Regions from separate parts of the Mus musculus genome. Here all the other regions are linked to region 1. The links are chromatin contacts, called in public Hi-C maps. All regions are on one chromosome and are shown on one strand. The core of a region is the stretch at or near the end of the contact, and the rest is flanking DNA. Distances in the headings are between cores, read along the strand shown.

Region 1 (4,487 bases), core at 557-3,056:
AGTTACCTGTCCAGTTGGTTCCCTTTTGATGCCTTTTGCTCAAACGTCATAGTTAGCATAGGACACTTTCACTGCATTTGACACTGCAGGGTTCTACGATGTAGAATCCTCTCCAACCCCACACGTTTCATATTATGACCTGACTTGTGGTTTGACTTTTGTTAGAACTTATAGTCTGTGATAGTTTCCTTTGGTTCACTGGCTTGTGTATATACTAATGCCTAGAAATACTAATCCCAGAAGCTCAGCGCTGGGATCAGCAGCAGGACTTTGCATATGGAGATGCTAACAAACATTTCTTAGTTGAATGAATGAGAATCTTGCAATGTTCTTTAAAGAGCAGGTGTGCTCCTCTTCCCTTAGTCTGAGTCTACTCACAGCTGAATTAAAGAGTCTCCCTGGTCAACTCATTCTCTCCATCCAAGTGGGTAACAGACTCAGTGGCCAGTGTGAGCAGTGGCTGCTCCCATAACTCACTGAGCAGAATGAGGTGTGTTAACTTCAAGCCCACAGCTTTCAGGAACCCCTCCCAAGCCTGTTAATCACCGGGATGTACACCTCTCCCAGGTTCAAGGCCACTAGTGAAGACTGACTTTATCAGCAGCAACAAGATAGGGTGATGTTTCAGAGCTGTACAGAGGCCACGGAAGCAGAATGTTCTGGAGTCTTCAGAGAATGTATACAAAGGAGGTAAAAGTCTTGTAACAAAATCCACTAGGAGCTGGACATGGTAGTGTACACCTATTGTCTCAGCTACTTGGGAGGTTGAGGTGGTAGAATCATAAATGGAAGGCCAGCTTGGGAAACAGAATTAATTAGTTGAAGACCTGCCTGAGCAACTTAAGGAGACTATGTCTCAAACTAAAAGAAAAAGCGAGGTAGGGATGTAGCTCAGCAGCAGTGTGGTTGTCTAACACGTGCAAGGTCCTAGGTTCAAGTCCCATCACTGCAAACAAAACCAGTTAACCAAAAGCCACACCGGATAAGGCATGCTTTTAATCCTATCACTCAAGAGGCTGAAGCTGGGAATATCAAATTAAAACTCAACTTGGGCTTCAAAGAGAGAGTCCATCTCAATTAAATAAATCAATATCTATCTATCTATCTATCTATCTATCTATCTATCTATCTATCTATCTATCTATCTACCTAACTACCTATATCCAAATCCAAAGTGGAGTGATTTGACAGTTAAAAGCAAAAAGCAACAGTTGTGGATTACAGATAAACATCTTCATTCCACAGCCTGCTATTATGCCCTTCTGGTGGCTGAAGAGATTCACACACCATGCCTGGTGCTGTCTACTCAAGAGTGCACAGTAGGCATAGCAGCTCCAGGGCCTGTCTGGCTCACATGAAGCCCCCCAAAGTAAGACAGCACATCTCCATTGTGAAGGAACTTGTCTGGCTCCTGCTGAGCGTGAGAATGCCCTGTCGAAAGCATATGACTTCTAACAGATGTCGAACATTTCATTTTGCTCTCTCTGTCCAGCCAATGCCAATGTGACATCCTCCAGGCTCAGGGTTAGGAACCGGAGTTAACTCTTGACAGAAGCTCTTGACAGAATCAAGCCAAGGGTTCTGGGGACTTGGATAGCTTTAGGATGTGGGAGAAAAGGCCATACCAAGTTCTTCTTGGGGGATGTCTGTCACATGGTGAAACGCCCCTGCGTTTGACTTTAAAGCCAGGCTCTTGGCCCTGTTCCCACCTTTGTGTATAATAAACAGCTCCCCGGAACATCTCCCTCCCTTCCCTGCAGACGTGGATCCTGATGTTCTTAACTTGTCCCAATCCAGTAAACAAGGCCTCAGTAACATATAAACATGATTTATGAAAACAAACCTTCTCTGAAATCTGCTCAGAGAATCACCACCACATAGCTGTAAGCAAAGATGAAAGGCTGTGATAAGCAGGACGTGCACATCTGTTAAAGGGAGGCCATGCTTGAGTGTCTGTCAGAGTCCGCCTCAAAAGCCAGGAATACTCGACTGGGAATAAAATGATGGCCAGTCTTTCCTGGTGTCACTCTTGTGAGCCAGGCACAGTGTTAGGTGTCTTCCATCCACTGGACTCTCCATTGTTTTGAAGGGCCATATCTTGTTTTCAAATGTTTCAGATGAAGACATTGACGCTTGCTTAAAAAGGGGGAATAAATTATCTGTGGTGTCTTAGGGTTTCTATTGCTGTGATAAAACACCATGGCCAAAACCAACTTGATGAAGAAAGTGTTTATTTTGTCTTAGAGCCTGTAGTCTACAAACTAGGCAGGAGTCTGGAAGCAGAAGGAGGCCTTGGAGAAACATGGCTTACTGGCTTGCTCCTCATAGCTTGCTCAGCCTGCTTCCTAATAGCACCAGGACCACTATCCCAGGGTGACACCACTCACAGTGAGCTGGGACCTCCCATATCAATCATCAATTACCAATCAAGAAAATATCCCCTCAGGGTTGACTCCAAGACAGGCTGGCGGTGGCCTTTTCTCAGTTGAGATTTCCCTCTTCCCAGTGACTCCAGCTGAACTCAAGTTACATCAGCCAGCATGGCATTGTCACAGCAAGAGTTGAGATACTGGCAGTCAACGTAGACAGAAAAGCAGTGGGTTGCATTACTTGGCTGGTCAAACCTCAGTAGTAAAGATTTTAAAATCCCAACAACCAAGGCTGGCCAGTTGTATCCACTGGAGTAATTGCCTGTCAAAGACCACTTTTTTGTCACATGGCGAGAAGGAGCCTATAATTTACTGCACTACTAGATCAATAGGAAGTAGTGTAGGGAGAGAAGGAAGAGAGCGCATCCCAGTGACCCCAGCAGAGGAGGATGCTCTATGCCTATGGTTGTTAAGCCTTGGTCCTAGCCACCCAACTTAACTTGCTCAGGAAGCTTTCAAAGGCACAATGTGTGTGCCACTGGGGGAAGTTCTGTGCTTCTTGCCAGAGCCTTGGAGTCATCAAATAAGGGATATACTCAAGGGTCAGAGAGGAATTAAAATGCCAGCTTTGAAACGACCTATGAGGTGCCCACACAGGATCCCTTGGATTCCTCCACATAGAGCCTGAAGGCACAGGCCAACACAGGCTCTTGATGCCCTGGGAGGCATCTTGGCCACATGGAGGCTGGAGCAAGGAGCTTCCTTGCCTCTCAACTTAGTGAGAGCTAAGGAAATGGCATGCTCTTCCTGCTTGAGCCACCCATGGGTCTCAGACTGTTCTCATCCCGGGGATGAAATCACTTCTCTTCTGTAAGCAGAGAGGGAATGGGGGAAGGATTGGGAGGCATGTTTCTTAAAAGCACAGATTTGCTTTTAAGGCAAAGTCACCATTGGCTAGGGTCTCAGTGTTTGTGCCAACTCAAGACTCATGTTAAAACCATAATCTCCAAGACATTAGAGGGCATTAGCACATACTGAAACAGCCTTCATGAATGGGATTCATGATCTTATTAAAAGAGGTCCCATGAAGACCCCTTATTCTTCAGTCAGGCAAGGACATAGTAAAATAACATGCTCCCTGGACCAGAAAGCAGTACTCACCAAATTCTATTGTACTCCAAGCATGGTCTTGAACTTGGACCCCTCCAACCTGCAGAACTTCGAGGAGTCATTTTTGTCCATAAGCTGTCCAGATTATAGTATTTTTTGGCGACAGGGATCCCAGTGGAATAAACCATGATCCTTCGCCCAGCAATGTCAGAAGGTCTTTTCCCACAGTTATTTGTCTGCCTCTCTACTCACACTTTCTGTCGTCCCTGCTTTCTGTGGTCTCCTTGTGGATGGTGTTTAATTTCACCGACTCTTGATTCAGAAACTGGTTTGAGCTAAGGTAGAGGCCTGTCCATGGATGGACGCACCAGTGTGCCAGCATTGAGGGGCATTTGTTTCTGATCTTACCACATGGCAAACATGCTCCAGGGAGCCTTCTTCCTGCAAAGGAAATGAGAGTTGTATGTGAAGAGAGAGAAAAGCCACCTTAGCAATCCCAGCTTGAAGCAGAGCTGCCCAACCAGGCCTGTCTTAGACCAGCTACGTCCTATCCAGCTTGCAGACACATTGGTGATACTGTATAAATTGCAGTGTAAATCCTTGAGCTTTGGAAATGTTTGTTATGCTGCAATAAGTAATTCGTACATGCAGTTTCTTTGTCAAGTTTAAATCTTTGAGACCCAGCTAGATGAGATAGGTGTTTGTGGTTTGAATGAATGGATGAATTAGCTTTTGCTTTTGACTTATGTTTCCATGACAGTGAGCAGATGATGCAATATCTACCCATGTGACTTTTTTGTTGTTAAGTATAAAAATTAAGAAAGGAAGATAATAATGTCCCATGATTTGGTCTTTTATGTACTTAGTGGCCTAGGAATCAGGGTCTGGGGTCACTTGTCAAGCTGTGACATCACCCAGAGGCAGCTGACCTCTTTTACCTCTCTCGGACCTCTGACTGGATGGGATGAACCGACAGGCCAGACATTTACCTGCATTCTATGCTGACTC
Region 2 (4,487 bases), core at 934-3,433, 870 kb before region 1:
AACCACGGGCATTTTTCACTGGATGCCACTAATCCCTCCTGCTGCTTTAGGGTCTTATCTTTAAAACAGGACCTGGGGGTTCATCTGTGGCCCAGGGCCATTGCCTAGTTTCAGGAGTCAGCCGCCACAACTTCCCTGAGACTCACACTGGACTCTCTCAGAACCTCAGTTTCCACTTCCAGGAAGTGGGAGGATTTGCCACGGGGGAGCCACACAAGGGTTGGGCCAGGTTAGGTAAGACAGCTGTTGTGCCCTACAAACAAAAGGCACGGAGTGCCAGTCAACCTGCTAGCCAGCCACAAACAGAAATGCTCCCCTCCTTTAGCAATGCGCGTGCTCTTCCCTGCCTTCCATTTTACTAAATCATTTCATAAGGCATTTTTCTGGAGGAACCACAGACACTAGCTAACCATTATGAGTCTTTGATGGCCCGTGGGCTCCTGAGGCTGTTTCTTAGAGTCAGAACAAGGACGGGTATCAGACAGTTTCTGGAGAGAAGGCTGAAGGTGGGCAAGAGGGCAATTTGAACAGACTAACCGTGTCTCCAACAAAACCTTGACTATTTTTCCTGAGCAGAGCCATCTGACTGGCTCTCTGGGCAGGCAGAGTTGGTTGGGATCTTTCTGTATCAAAAGGGGACCTGATCAGGAGACCTGCTCCCCCCGCCCCCCCCCCCGCCCCCGCCCCAAGCTCACAACCACACGCAGGAGACAGACTGCATCTGGGCCCCTTGTCCCAAGCAGCTGCAGCTGGGGGGAGCCACGCCTGCTGGGGTCCCAGGCCAAATGTAACCGGGAAGATGCAGATAATAAAAATCTACTTGTCACGGAGACATTCCTCAACTGTTAGCAATCAATTTGGGGGGCGAGCACAAGGGGGTGGGAAATACCGAAGGACATCAAAGAGGGTCTCACTCGCAGCTCTGCTCTGTCTCAAGGCTCTGTAATTTGGGAAGGTTCTGTGCTAAGTAATTTGTGAGCCTCCAAACACACAGGTTATTGTTTGTGGACAGATGGCACGTTGCGTTTTATCGCTTTTCCTTCTGTGGGTCCTCATACGCAGGACTAATGTGCATTCGGAAGTCTTTGTCTCCTGGCTAAAAATCTCTAATCTAAAACAGGCAATCAAGTACAGAGGCAGAGGTTTGGAGGCATAATCAGAGTTTTAAAAGCAAAGAAGAGGAGGAGGGGGGGGGGAGGCGGGAACCAAACTGCAGTCAGCACACAGATGTGTGTGTGTAGAAGCCGAGAGATGATCGGTGTGTTAAAAGTGGACAAAATTACCAGGGTTCTGAAACGCAGAAGCTGGGAGAGAGTACCCCGTCTTAGCCTTGGCCGGCACCTGGGCACCGTCTGGCATCACCGGAGTGTGGCCTCGGCTGACTTGCCCTCCAGAATCCGGGGGTCTTTGTTTCTATGTGCAGTGTGGTCATAGCCGTGGTGGGGCCTGGGAGGGCCCCTTTCTAGAAGCTTCAGCCACCCTCCCAGTTAAATCAATGTTGGTACCCAGGAAGGAACTGCGCCAGAGGAAGAAGTGCACTCCTCTTTTCTTCCTATGGAATTTTTCCCCCTTTTTTTATTCTGAAGATAGAATCACTGTTTGTAAGCATCTGAAAGTCATTAGAAGCTCCGCAGTCTGTCAGGTGTCGACGCAAGAAACTGCTGGAATCAAACGGGTGCCTGCACCCAGGGCTGGGGATTTGTCATGTGCTGATGAGGAGTTATAATAATATATGAGCAAATCACAAGCATTCTGCAAATTAATCAAATTCTTTTCCCCCCTTCTCCCTTGTCTCGGGGAGAGTGGCTTTGCAGGCAGACGTAGGTGAAGCAGCTCCCGCTCACAGATGGTCTCTCTGGCATCAGATGGAATTTATGTAACAGTAATTCTGAGTTCCTGCCAAAGTAGCAGTGAGCACACCAGGGAAGATTGTAGAAGGCGAGTCATGTGGCTCTGCTGAGGTTGTTGTGGGAAGTTTAAGGGGGGAAATCTCGAATTTTCTTTTACTGTTTTTGCCTGAAGGGCCAGAAACGGAACGCCATTCTGCCATGGGCGAAATCCGTCACATCTCTCCTTGCCGCCTGCACTGAAACGAGCGCTTCGCAGCTGTTACAACTGCTGGCGGGTGACAGAGCCCCAGACCCGATCCTCGCCCTCCCAGCTCCTTACAAGATTGAAAGGGGAATGGGTTCACAAGGTGGGCGCAGCTACACGCTAAAAGAGGCCGGCCTCTCTCGCCTACGCGCGCGCGCGCCCCTCCCCTTCGGCTTCCCCTGGCATTGAAAAAGACCTACCAGGGCTTTTTCTTTTCAAGTGTTTTATTAAATGAAGAGTCTAACAACCCTCACTTTAATTACACACGGGCTTCGTTTATAATTCCCCTGGATTTATTCAAGTAGTTGAAAACGACGGTGCTGGTGATTAAACCGATCCTGTTAGTTTAGCAGGGTGTTGGTGTGTGATGTGTGTGTCACAGGGTGCTTGTGTGTACCTGCGTGTGGGTGCTTGTTCTGCGGCCTCCCTGTGCTAATGACGCCCTTATCCTGCCTTTACAACTGCCCCTTTGGGAAATGTCATCTTGTATGGGACAAAAGGACATAGGAGCTGACTCTCTGGATCCCCTGCGTTGAGGGACCCTTTCACGCTATAGGGAGATTTTTTTTTTCCTTATGCAGAGGGAAAAATCATAGCAAGATGGCGTGGAGGAGGCTGCATTATGCAATGGAAGTCCTAGTGCTGTGGCTTTGGGTCCCTCCCGTCCCTCCCACCCCCACCCTGCCATCCTAATGTAAAGCCCTGCCCATTTGTTTTGGTTTACGTGACTACAGAGAAATAAGTGGATTAGAGAGAAACTTTTGCATGCTTCATTGCAGCTGGATGCCGACATCTGTCATTCCTCAGCCATCTTCTGGATCATGCCAGCAAGGGAGAGCAAAGTCTGACACCTTTGATTTTTAGAAAGAGCCTTTTATTAGGGGGAAGAAAAGAGAAGAAAGGAATTGTGTTTCTTTTGTGACTCCATGAGAGAGGGGTGGGGTGGGGAGATAGCTACCTTTCTGAGGGCACCATTCATTCATTCATTCATTCATTCATTCATTCATTCATTCATTCATTCACTCACTCACTCACTCATTCATAGGCGTGCCACAGTAGCAGCCAGCAGTCTGAAAGTTTATGTTTCTGTCTTTTTTCTACACCATTTTCCATTGTTCCAGAACTAGTTGCAGGGAAGGGAGCACGCTAGGAAAATGCAGATTTCAAAATATCATGTCCATACATCTCCCGTGGATGAAGGCCCCGGGGGTGAGTAACCAGCAGGCATGGATTCCTTTAAGGAATGGGGTGTCTATAATTCTCTATCACACATTCTCTGACCTCAGGACCTAGAATGGCACTGCAGCTGGCAGAAGGTGACCCCAGTTTTTAGAGAGGTGCCATCTACAGGGTTCCCCCAACACACACCCTACAGAAATCGTGCTAGTTTTGATGAGTGCTGTGTGTAAGTTGTGGATTATCACAGGTAATCTTGGAGAACAACTTCTGGTAGACTGCCTCCTTATTCACTGTATTAGAGCTGTCCCTCCCTCTGACCACTGTGTCTTTTGAATGGGATGCAGTGCACACCCTTGGCACAAGCCTCGTTACCATATTGGTCCCCCCTCCGGCACTTAAACTCTACCGCAAACCAGAAACTAGAAGGAAGAGCTGATGTGTTCATTTTCAGAGACACAATGGAAAACAGGAAGCCAGGGAACAGGCCACGACCACCCACTTGCTTGTTTCCCTGGGTGTGTACAGGAATGAGGTCCATCTGGTGCTGAGAAGGATGTAAAACCCTCACCCCTCCCTCCCACCCACTCACTGCAAGGTAAGGCTGGGCTTGTACACAGGACCTTGTGAAGCTGAGCTAAAACCATGATGCTGGCAGCGCCTGCATGGGCACACATAGTGCATTCCAGGGGTGGCTTGGGGGCGGGGTGGGGGCGCTATCTGCTGCCTCCTGGAAGATCTTGCCAGACCTTCTGACTTCTCTAGGGGAACTGGAAAACCATATTTTAGTATGAAATCTTTTGTTTGTTTGTTTTTTTGGCTGTGTGTGTGTGTGTGTGTGTGTGTGTGGTGTCACCCATTAAGAGAGGCAGCCTTGAAGAAGAGGGGAAGAAGGAAGCTGTCCAGGATCATGGGGAGGAGCAGAGAGGAGAGGAGAGCAAGGAAGAGTTTGTGAGCTCCCTGAGGCCAGAAACTGGGAAGAGAAGGTCCAAGATCTGCCTTGTTAGGGCCTCTTTCTCACTCCCACCAGGATGTTCCCAGCTCCTTAAAGTGAAGAATAAGGATTAGGCAGAGGGGACTGCTCACCCCAGGGAAGCCTCCAGCTTCCTTCTTTATCCAGCCACTTCTATGCTTAGAGCTGCTAAGGTTCCCAAGTTCCTGGGGAAGGGAGGGACCCATAATTTTGGAAGCTTTGCCAGGTAGGACATGCTCCAGTG
Region 3 (4,487 bases), core at 1,111-3,610, 560 kb after region 1:
AACAAAACCTAACATAAATTGTTAATCTTACACTTTTTCTCATTAATTGCAATACATAAACATATGTTTTATACAAAGATATTTGCTCCAAAATAAGTATAATAAATACCACATGTATTAACCTTAATAGTTACAAGCTGTTAATCTTATATATTAGGTAATAATTTGTAATAAATAATTGTTTATTATCTTGATGTTTGCTTGTCTTGGGTTTTAGCAATATGCAATAAAGAAATGCAATTTTGAATAATTTGATTGTAGGACTACTGGGAAAATACTGTATGTTATAATTAGCTGAGAGATGGTTCTGCTCCTGAGAACCAGGAAAAAGGGGGGTTCAATAATCTAAACATATGTTATTGAGTCCATAAATAATTTTTAAAGTTGAGTTTAGTTTCAAAGAAGAGAAAAACACTAAAACTTAAATACAAATGGATAAGCGAAGCCGTTTTCCCTGAGCTTGAGCCTCCGTCTTGGTGTATGCAAAAGAGATAAGAAAACCGGAAGCCCCACAGGAAGTGCCCGGCCGAAGCTGAGACAGGGGTATAGCCACGACTCTAGGGAAGAGTGGACTACCTGTCCTCATCCACACCCGCAGGAACAACTTCGGGTGTGTGCACAAACGCAGCACCCTCCAGAGCGCCCTCAGCTCCTTGAGCGCCCTGGCAGAGAGGGGTTGGAAGGAAGGGGCTGGCTGGGAGGGGCAGGCAGGAGAGGCTGGCTGGGAGGAGGGCCTGGCACCATTCCTAAGCTTAATAGAAACCACTAGTCTTATGAGTAAAGGTAATAATTTGTCATAAATAATTGTTCATTACCTGAGCATTTGTTTGTCTTGAAGTTTAGCATTGTGCAATAAAGCTGTGCAATTTTGAGTAATTCGATTATAAGACTGACTGGGAAATATGGTGGATTATAATGAGCCGAGGGAGGGTCCCGGGGGCTGGAAACACTGATCAGCCAAACCACCGTCCTGGGCAAGTACTAGTGTCGCTACAGCTATGCAGGGGTCTGCGGACCCGTTTCTCTTGTTTCTGCCATTGAAGTGCTCACTGGACAAAGATCTGTTCTGGATGGATTCAGTCTCCTCGTTCCAGGAGTCCCAAGACAGGAAATTCAGGGCACTGGGCCTACATCAGAGCCTTTCCTGATGCTCCGTGCACAGCACACCTGCTGGCCCGATGGCCCCAAAGGCTCACCTGTAGGTGTCCTCGTGGGAGGGGCACTACCTCCAAGATGCCCGATGCATCTCACATCAGCTCCCACCCATGTCAAGTCACACCCTTGCAGACCCACGGAACTGAAGGAGGCAGCCTCAGACAGGAACAATGCTGAGGGCGAGCAAGAGCCTGTGTGCGTGGGTCACAGGCGAGCAAGCACAGGAATACAAAGACTCACCTCAGGTCTGAGAAAGGGAGGAGGGAAAGAAGAAGGGACCTGTAAGAAATTAAAGAGGAAAGGGGGTAGGGTTAGAGGGGCAGGGAGAAGGAAAGAGAAGAGGAAAAAAGAAAGAGGAGATGGCATGGAAATGTGGGCCTGTAGAGTAGGAAAAGGATAGAACAGAATAGTGAACCTATGGTGGTCTGCTGCAGATCTTCGACAACTTATAGCTGTCATCCCCCCAGCGCATGCGCAGCCAGAATGCCTTGTGGAGCAACACAGGTACTGGCTCCCCGCCGTGCGTTCCATAGCTGCTTCTGTGTTTTCACATCTCACCTTTCCACACTCTGGTGTTAAGGAACATGAGGCTGGCTCCTCTTTGCAGAGACCTTGAAAGCTGGAGTCAGGGGCGTGGCCTCAGCAGGAACAGACGAGTCGCTCTCGGAGAACTTCTTGCCTAGATCTGGACCTCAGACAGAGCTGGTTCCAGGTTCTCAGCACCAAGTTCTGTGAACCTGGGGCCCAAAGCCCCTGAAAATAAGACACCTCCTTATCTGCCTTCCATGGGAGAGCAATCCTGTCTCTCTGCCTGGGGCACTATTCGGGGACAGGCTGGAAGAGTAGACTTACCCACCTTGTTTCCCACTCTTCCACACAAAAAGCACACATGGACACTAAGCCCAGAGCTGCCCTTTTCCTAGAACCTCAGAGGGAGGGGCCCCTCCCACCCCATCCAGATCTTGGAGAGCTCTCTAAGGCTCCAAAGGGTCCCCAGAGCCCTGCCCCAGCAGCAGCTCATCCGAAGAAGCAATTAGGGGGATTGTCAAGAGATAAAGGCTAGCCCAGACTTCAGGTGGGACTCAGCCTGCAGCTTGGACTACCGTGCCACCCCCAAAAGATGACATGTAAAGCTCCTTCTCCTTGCAAATTCAAAGGGAGGCGAAGAGTGTGGGAAAGTCTGCTGGCCAGAGGCAAGTATTGCAAGGCCCTATGAGGACCTCTGGGGATATAAGGAGCCATCTCCACTCTCTGGGCGGCGCTGGGGCAACTGCGGGAATCATGCAGCCAGATGAAGCTCATAAATTTCCCCTATGAACAATTGTTTTCATTTCCCTCCCATGCCACTAGATATTATAAGTGGAAAGCAAAACACAAGTAAATATGTTCATTCCACTCTGTGATCGGTGATAAACGAGAGGCTGCGCCGGCTGACAAAGGTCATCAAAGCCGCCAGCCCGGAGTCTGCGAGCGGACACTGCCACCCTCCGGCCATGTGAGAAACTGCATCCGCTGCCGCCACCCGGACTCCACAGCCCTCCCCAGGCTGTAGGCACCTGCTGTGAGCTCCTTCCGCAGAGGTTGAGGGCTGCCATCCTGCATCACACAGGACATCCAACACATGACACATGCAAATGACAGAAAAACTATAAAGCAAGGCAAAAAAAAAAACCCTCAAATTTAAAACTAGCCACCATCCCTAATCACCTCTCTCATGAAGACAACTTACTAACATTTCAGTCTGTTTGGCTTCAGTTTTGATGAGGTAAATGGGCATAGGAAAAGAGCAAGGCTTTTTGTCTGAAGACCTGATGTTTGACCTAGTGTTCAAATTAAAGTAAATTCTGTAAACAGCTGGAAAATACCTTTTTAAGGGCTGCATAATATTTTCAATTTTAATTTCACTAGTATTACTATTGCTAGTGGCAATGCACTGTGCGTGTGTGTATGTGTGTGTGTGTGTGTGTGTGTGTGTGTGTGTGTGTGTGTGTGTGTGTGTGTGTGTGTGTGAGTGTGTGTGTGTGTGTGTGTGTGTGTGTGTGTGTGTACGATGGGAAGAGGATGTAGGTATGGAGGTCAGAGGATAATCTGTGGGAGTCAGTTTTCTCCTTCCACACTGTGGTTCCCAGGGATCAAACTCAGGTTGTCAGGTTTGGCCGGCAAGCATCCTACCAGGATAAGCCACGGGGCTGGTGGGGTGTTTTAAGTTGTAGGTGTACCAAGTTCATTCCCCCTCTTCAATTGTTTACGTCCCTGCAGCTGATACGGAGGCTAAAACCTTTTATTCAGAAACCCTTCTTCATATGACTTAAAAACTTAAAGGCAGAATTACTGAATGAAATGAAATGTGTATTGCTGGCATGCTAATGCCCTCCCATCCATCCTTTCAACTTTAATATCAACCCCAGGCAAAAATCCAGTTCAAGCTTTCTTGACATTTTGCCACATTTATACCAAGGTCCATCAGAAAAAAAAAAAAAACTGAGGAATCTCCAAGAAACATCTTTTTTGTCAAAAACAGGGGCAAGTGATTAAGACCTATTCAGTCAGATATTAAAAGACAGGAAGCTACGGAACTGAGAAATCTGAAGCCCACCCAGAAGCAGCTGGAGCCAGGTGCTGACAGTCAAACTCGGGGGTGTGTCCTCACTGTGGGAAAACGATGGCTGACAGGTAAAGATGTGAGCACAGCCTGACTAGATCAGAAAACAAAACCGGCATCTTCCTCCAGGATTCTCCTGCCTAAAACCCTGTAGGGATGAAAGATTGGGGTTCTGAAGTGGCACATGGAGGCTACGAATCAGATATGAAAGGGAAGTCCTTTCTGTAGGCAATTCCAAAGGCAAAGACTGGGGCAGAAATAGTGGTATCTGGATATAGGGGGCCCACCTATAGCTGAGTGTGGTGATGCACTTATGTATAAAACTCTCAAAGAATAAGCAAGAAAACATCACTTTGAAAAAGATAGCTAGATTTGAATTGTAAAAGTGAAAAGGCCCTTCTGTCAAAAAAAAATATATAATTTCCGAGATTGAAAGGCAAACCAAAACCAAGGAGAAAAAAAGTATTTTTGACACACGTAATGGAAAGTTGAATGCCCCTAATGTACTCAGCTTCCTTACAAGTGAATAAGAGATATTTCAATAGAAAAAAAATGGATTGAGGACATGAATAGCAATTCACAAAAGAATAAATACAAATGATAAATATGCATAAAAGATGTTCAACCTTATTAGTAATCAAACATATGCAAATTAAAACAGCAGGGAAAGTGCGTGTCTGTCCCCGTGTTGGTAAAGACAAAAAAAAGGTGGTAGAGAGAGGTAGGAAAG

Evidence for each region. A called contact is a pair of places that touch in the nucleus more often than the background predicts.
Region 2: a Hi-C map of uterus shows a contact between it and region 1. The contact joins two enhancer-like sites. A contact is called at or near these places in 5 of 484 Hi-C or Micro-C datasets (myocytes and uterus) and 6 of 115 datasets of contacts at active chromatin or transcription factors (differentiating embryonic stem cells, embryonic basal ganglia, embryonic forebrain and 3 more).
Region 3: a contact with region 1 is called in a Hi-C map of uterus, with 5 times the contacts expected there. The contact joins two enhancer-like sites. A contact is called at or near these places in 2 of 484 Hi-C or Micro-C datasets (both in uterus).

What each region holds. Positions count from the first base shown.
Region 1 is chr7:36,459,845-36,464,331 of GRCm38.p6, reverse strand. No RefSeq gene overlaps it. Among named protein-coding and RNA genes, the nearest start is that of Gm38992, 81 kb to the left of the region's middle. Within about 2 kb of position 1,806, at least 3 of the 459 cell types and tissues checked have an H3K27ac peak or open chromatin away from gene starts, as enhancers often do. A contact at or near this core is called in uterus, where this site is marked.
Region 2 is chr7:37,334,732-37,339,218 of GRCm38.p6, reverse strand. It overlaps a transcript of Zfp536 not described here. Among named protein-coding and RNA genes, the nearest start is that of Gm30483, 9.0 kb to the right of the region's middle. Within about 2 kb of position 2,183, at least 96 of the 459 cell types and tissues checked have an H3K27ac peak or open chromatin away from gene starts, as enhancers often do. A contact at or near this core is called in uterus, where this site is marked.
Region 3 is chr7:35,900,199-35,904,685 of GRCm38.p6, reverse strand. No RefSeq gene overlaps it. Among named protein-coding and RNA genes, the nearest start is that of Gm36234, 21 kb to the left of the region's middle. Within about 2 kb of position 2,360, at least 22 of the 459 cell types and tissues checked have an H3K27ac peak or open chromatin away from gene starts, as enhancers often do. A contact at or near this core is called in uterus, where this site is marked.